Linked DNA regions of Ovis aries: region 2 is linked to region 1. Evidence: chromatin contacts called from public Hi-C data. All regions are on one chromosome and are shown on one strand. Each heading gives the region's core, a stretch centred on a gene start, on an enhancer-like site or on the middle of the called end of the contact. The rest is flanking DNA. Distances are from core to core; before and after follow the strand shown.

Region 1 (3,355 bases), core at 305-2,804:
CTATGCCAACAGTGCCCAAGTCGCCCTTCCTTCTCTTGCCTCCTAGTTTGTTCCACATTCGAAAGCCAGATCAGTAATCATCAAACATTGCTCTTAGGACTCACTTCTTTTCAGTTAAAAGCCTCCAAAAGGTCAACTACTGCCTACTAGGCTTTCCTGGTGCCTCAGCTGGTAAAGAATCCGCCGCAATGCGGGAGACCTGGGTTCCATCTCTGGGTTGGGAAAATACCCTGGAGAAGGGAACTACCCACTCCAATATTCTGACCTGGAGAATTCCATGGACTATTCCATGGGGTCTCAAAGAGTCGGACATGACTGAGCGACTTTCCCTTCACTGCTTACAGAGTAAGATCCAAATTATTAACATTCTTAACCCTTCACTCTTTCCCTATCTACTTTTAAAACCGTATCTCCCCATCTAGAAATGTTCCACTTGGCCAGACTCGTCTATCCATCAACCTTTTTCTCAAAGGCTAACCCCGCCCCCGCCCCCAGCGCGGCGGGGGGAGGGTAGGAAGAGGTTATAGTTTTTTTTTTGTTGGTTAGCAGTTGGAGAGAAGGCAATGACATCCCGCTCCAGTACTCTTGCCTGGAAAATCCCATGGACAGAGGAGCCTGATGGGCTATAGTCCATGGGGTCGCTAAGAGTCAGACACGACTGAGCGACTTTTTCTTTTCACCTTCATGCACTGGAGAAGAAAATGGCAACCCACTCCAGTGTTCTTGCCTGGAGAATCCCAGGGACGGGGGAGCCTGGTGGGCTGCCGTCTATGGGGTCGCACAGAGTCGGACACGACTGAAGCGACTTAGCAGCAGCAGTAGCTGCCACCTGCGCAGCCCCACAGGGTCCCATGCTTAGCCGAACCTGGTACTCGGCTTACTGCTCTCTTTCTCCCTTGCAATTCTTAACAATTTCTGAACAAGGGACTCTGCGTTTTCATTCTGCAGTAGGCCCCGCAAATAAGGGGAGCGATTCCTGAGTCTGTCTCTTCAAACCCTAGCCCGGAGCCGGACACTAAATTAGCCACGCAATACTGCAGGAAGGAACAAAGGGTCTATCTGCAATAACGAAACAGAATCCACAGCAAGGAGTTGCGGCTGCACATGCTTTCCCGCCAGGCGCTTAAAACCGCATTCGCAAGCCCAGCGCCACCTCAGATCAGTTCCAGCAGGGTGCAGCTCCTACACCAAATAGAATTCCAGCCCTTCCCCCGGCCGCAGCCAATCCCCGAAGCTCCTCGGCCTCCAAAACCGCTGAGGGTTCTGATTGCCTCACAGAGTTGGCCTGGTCGGGGGCGGGTGCAGACGCGGGGTAAAGGGGTGGAGCTGGAGGTCGGTCCCCGGGCGGGGAAGTGGCCACTGCGCAGGCGTGGCTGGTGAAGGATACCCAAACAAACACAGCCTCACCACTGGGAGGCCTCCCCCTTTCCCCCGCCCACCTTTTTCGTGGGCTCCTCCGACTCCCAATCGCCCGGCTTTCCCCGCCCCCGTCAACGTCTGGGCACGTCCCCCGCGCGGCGCGGGCCACGCACTGCTGTGCACTTAACCTCTGCCAGTCTGGCGGGAACCCGGAGGCAGGGGCGGCGCGGACGGCACGCAGTGCTGCCGGCGGGGAGCCGAGGCCTGCAGCCGCTGCCGGGCCGACGATGACTTGTTACCGAGGCTTCCTGCTGGGCAGCTGTTGTCGCGTGGCTGGGGGCCGGGCAGCGGCGCTCAGGGGGCCGGGCGCGGGAGGCCCCGGCGCGCGGCCGTGGCTTGGTGGTGAAGGCGGCGGCCGGCGGCACCTGGGGCAGGGGCAGCCGCGCGAGCTGGCGGGCTGTGGTAGCCGCCCCGACGGCGGCTTCCGCCCGTCCCGGGTGGTGGTGGTGGCCAAAACCACCCGGTACGAGTTCGAGCAGCAGCGATATCGTTACGCGGAGCTCTCGGAGGAGGACCTGAAGCAGCTGGTGGGTCCCGGCGGCCCCCGCTCTTGTGTCTCGGCCGGGCCCCGGGCCGCGACTTTGGGGGGCCGGCCGCGCCCCCTCGGGCGAGACCTCTCGGGACAACCCTTCTTCCCAGGGCATCCTAGATGCCAGGCCTGCCCTACACGCTACCCTCCACTCCCTCCGGCTTCGCTTGTAGGCTCCCCTCTCCTGCGTGCGCGCGCGAGCGTGTGTGTGTGTTTAGAGAGAGAGAGCGGGGGGCAGGTTCATTGCTGGTGCGAAGACCCCCGCCCCCAAGCCGGGGCGTCTGTAGGAACCTTGGGTGGGAGAAGGACTCCCACTGTGGGAGAGGTTTGGGGATTCATTTGCGCCCTCGCCACCCACACCCCCTTTAAACAACCCGGAGTGAGGTAGGTCTGAAGCTTGGATGCTCTGGGAATCTCTCCCCAGGCCGCCCCGGGGGCAAAGGGGGCCTCTGGGTGCCGCTGCGGGCAGCGGAAAAGAGGGCTCTGGTACCGCGGACACACCCCCTTTTACGGGGCACGACTGCCAGGCCTGGGTCACTCCGGAGAGCCAGTCGGCTTGAGCCTTTTCCGTGCTGGAACGTGGTCCTCAGACAAGATTCTAGGAGTTTGCTTTAAAAGCTCACGTGTCTCCCGTGCTAGGAAGAGCAAGGGAGAAATTTGACTTTGAATGTATGTTATTAAATAGAAAGGTCCAAACCAAGGCAGGTAAATGTCTATAATGTAGTAATGCCTGCACAACAGACTATGTTTGGTATAGGTGTTTAATATCTTTGCAAAGTAAATAAATACACCTAAGCTTCCTTGGTGGCTCAGAGGTTAAAGCATTTGCCTGCAATGCGGGAGACCTGGGTTCGACCCCTGGGTCCGGAAGATCCCCTGGAGAAGGAGATGGCAACCCACTCCAGTATTCTTGCCTGGAGAATCCCATGGATGGAGGAGCCTGGTGGGCTATAGCCCATGGGGTCGGACACGACTGAGCGACTTCACTAAGGTGGTGAATATTACCTACTTTCACTCTTATTTTTGAAGCATCTGATCTCATGCCCACCCCCACTTTAGGAAAAGGAAAATGATGTTTTCTATGATGAACAGTATATCTGGAAAAATCTCCATTGGAAATCTCTTAATTGTTGACACCACCCCAAAAGACTTTGGAATTAATTGCCTATAACCGTAATCCTGTAGCATTCTGTACCAGAGTAGACACTCTGGTCCTGAACTTGTGATTGGCAATCATCAGCAATTTTTTGGTAATATTTTGTAAAGTTATCAAAATGAAGGGCTTCCCTGGTGGCTCAGCTGGTATAGAATCCTCCTGCAATGCCAGAGACCCAAGTTGATTCCCTGGGGGAAGAAGATCCCCTGGAGAAGGAAATGGCAACCTGCTCCAGAAAGTGAAAGTGTTAG
Region 2 (3,355 bases), core at 583-3,082, 68 kb after region 1:
TTAGCACACTGCAACTAAAGATCTGGCATGCTTGCCAACTAAGACCTGGCACAGCCAAATAAGTAAATAAAAATAAATATTAAAAAAAAGACAAAAACAATGACTATATGATACCGCTTATACAGGGACTCTAAAAACTACAACACACTAATGCATGGTATTGGTTTAGTTGCTAAGTCGTGTCCGACTCTTGCAACCCCATGGGCTGTAGCCTTCCAGGCTCCTCTGTTCATGGGATTCTCCAGGCAAGAATACTGGAGTGGGGTGCCATTCCCTTCTCTAGGGGATCTTCCCGACCCAGGAATCCTGCATTGCAGGCAAACTAATAGATATAACAATAAAGAAGCAGATTCACAGATACAGAGGACAAACTAGTGGTTACCAGTGGGGAGAAGGAACAGGAGAGGGATTAAGGCAATAAAGGGGAAGGTGATTAAGAGATACAAACTACTAAGCATAAAATAAGCTACAAGGATTGTACAACATGAGGAATACAGCCAACATTTTATAACAACTCTAAGTGGCATATAACCTTTAAAAATTGTAAATCACTCTTCTACACCTGTAACTTATATATTACTGTACAACAACTACACTTCAATAATAAAGAAAACCTTTGCCATTGGTACTTACCTTTGCAAATCAAGATTCTGTCAATATTAGACAAATAAAGCACACATAACTGAAAGTTCAGGCTTTTAAAGACTTTAACTGTCACACATCACCCTTGATTTTAAATGCCCGTATTCATCTGAAAAACCCCACTGTCCTCTTAGACTGAACTGAAAAAAGTTATAAGTATGAACTCAGAGGGTTTCTTACAGGGTTTTTCAACCTTGGCAGTATTGACATTTAGGACCAGATTCTTTTTTATGTGTTATTCTGCCGTCCTGTGCGTTGTTCACCAGCATTCCTGGCTTCTACCCACTAGAGGCCAGTGTGTAGATGGCATCTAGTGGGCAGATGCTTCTACCCACTAGATGCCAGTAACCCCACAGCTGTGACAATCAAAAATGTTTCCAGACCTTGCCAAATGTCCTCTTGCAGGCAAAACTGTCCCCAGTTGAGAACCACTGCTTAATACTAATCAAACACTGCATCCCTCAATTTTTATGTTTGGGTTTTAACCTAAATAATTTAGTTAAATAAAAGAAGCTCTTCTGCTTAAACATAAATTGCTTTTAAGTATAAAGGGTTTCACTCATGCATTCTGGATTCAAATCTTGCCACTAACCCACTAGCTGTCTGCATTTACCTCACTGACCCTTCTGATCAGCTAGCCGTTAGCTCATCTGAAAAACAGGAATAGGAACACACACACACACACTGGATTAAATGAGACAGTTTATGGAGGATCACGCCTAGGAGATGCTCGAGAAATCAAACCTGCTGTTATTGTTGGGACTGCTGTTGTTAAGGGCCCAACAGCCCAGAGGGTCTTACCTGATCTCTGCAGATTCTTTCGGTACCCGCTGAGATTCAGCTGGGTGATAGTCTCTGACACATGTGCAACAGCCACCTGTACATGCTTTTCAGTGAAATCATAGCACCAAGAGAGGTTCAGTTCATCCAATCTGCACGTAAGAGGGATGACAAGGAAAGCATGAAACCATTACCCACAATGAATTTTCTATGAAACCCTGCCTAAAGCTGCAAATCAAGAAAATACAGGGCCATTGATTCCTTACCATTTTCTGCATAAAACCTCAGCTTCTCTAAGCAGCTACATTTGCTCACCTGAAACTGCTTTCTCCATCTCGGTCCAGTTTGTTCCAGAAAGTTGCCAGGGGATATGAGCCAAGGGCTTAGTGAATGCTGCCCTCTTCTGGAAGACAAGGGAAGTGCTCGCCTCTCCTGCTCATACCTCATTCCAGGACTAGGAGAAATTCTAGCTTCTATGCTTTCTTTCTCAACCACGTGGGTTGTACGAAAACAACTAACAGTATGAGCTTGAGCTTGAGATGTTTTAAAAAACTGATATGTTGTACCAGGAATTCCCAATAAAGAGATGCCGACATCGCAAAAATTCACTTTATCTTACTGGGCCTCTGCTAACTAAGTAAATGAGGGCTTCAAAGGAAAAGTCCAACCTCTACATTATACATCCCATTCCTGGCATTGCTGAGAAAATGTAGGGCTACCATTTTATCTCATTGGTAACATTCTTACACAAAAACAATCTTTTCTATAAGATCATTAAGGAGAAATAAGTACAAAGCTATTAGCACAGAGACCAAGGGATATTAAAAAGGACACACACAACACTGGGTATTCTGTGAATCATGTCCCCACTCACTTATTCATTTCTGTAACTCTGTGACCTTTATATTCTGACATTAGACATTAATTACTACCTAGTATAAAAGATGTTTTAAATGGAATCACCCAGATTCATGGTGTATTTTGCAATAACAAACTTTTGATAAATAAATAGTCAAAACTGTTAAGTTAGGTCTACAGACATTACAGGGAAAAAAGCCTGACAGTATAGTCGGGTATAAATAGATACTCTTTGTACATACTGTTGATAAACACATTACCACATTTTCCTTATTTTAATAAGCCAAAGGAAAAACAAAAAAGGATCACAACACAAGCAATCTTTGCAAACTTCATCGATTTGGCTCCTGAGTTTGGACAGAAAGTTTGGATGATAAAGGGTACTGAGTTCTCCAAATCAAGAGCTCAAAGAGTTAGGAAAGCTTAAAAATGTTACCTGACTCTATCTTGATATGAAAGATACTGTATATTTGAAATCACAGTTCTAAAATCAAATCTCTAATCTCTCCTACCTGGAACAGCTGCTCAGCAAAGTCTTCAGGGCAGATTCAGAGAATCCAGAACACCCAGAAAGGTTTAGTCGCAGTAAATTTGTGTTCTGAGCAAGATTGCTGGAAAAAGAGGACAAAGTTGTAACAGTACTAACCAGATCCTCTTATTTAATAAATAAGAATGAAGCTAAGGGAGGCAGTTACAAGCACACAGGCCTTTGAGTCAGAAGTGAGTTTAAATTCACATCTTACCATCTAGATGACACCAAGTAGGATGCTTTGCCTTAGTTTACTCATCTGTGAAATGGCAAGTATCAGTATCTTCTTGGTAGTGTTGTTAAAATTAAATGATATAATGTAATAAAGGCCTCAGCACAGTGTCCAGCACAGAGAGTAACTACACAAAACACTTACCAATGTACTTTTAAAAACTGAAAAACAAAGAACCCACCAATGACCTAAACATATTTCTATTTCACCCACAATTGTAATTAGTTTGTAAGTAAACGTCTACTTATAAAGCCACCAGGTTCTTTCAATTAAATGTCTCTCAAATTGCCCTCTCCTCTCCATTCCCAAATGCC

What was found. Hi-C and Micro-C count contacts between places; a contact is called where the count stands out from the background.
Region 2: a contact with region 1 is called in a Hi-C map of hypothalamus, with 2.9 times the contacts expected there. The contact joins the enhancer-like site here to the promoter of NADK2 in region 1. A contact is called at or near these places in 6 of 16 Hi-C or Micro-C datasets (hypothalamus, liver, mixed tissues and 2 more).

The regions. Positions count from the first base shown.
Region 1 is chr16:38,146,505-38,149,859 of ARS-UI_Ramb_v3.0, forward strand. It overlaps NADK2 (NAD kinase 2, mitochondrial), which reads left to right and starts at 1,555. Exons shown (of 12, transcript XM_027980116.2): 1 at 1,555-1,946. The coding sequence starts at 1,647.
Region 2 is chr16:38,213,744-38,217,098 of ARS-UI_Ramb_v3.0, forward strand. SKP2 (S-phase kinase associated protein 2) reads right to left here. Exons shown (of 11, transcript XM_042233865.2): 6 at 2,793-2,891; 7 at 1,444-1,574. Among named protein-coding and RNA genes, the nearest start is that of SKP2, 21 kb to the right of the region's middle. Within about 2 kb of position 1,833, at least 2 of the 54 cell types and tissues checked have an H3K27ac peak or open chromatin away from gene starts, as enhancers often do. A contact at or near this core is called in hypothalamus, where this site is marked.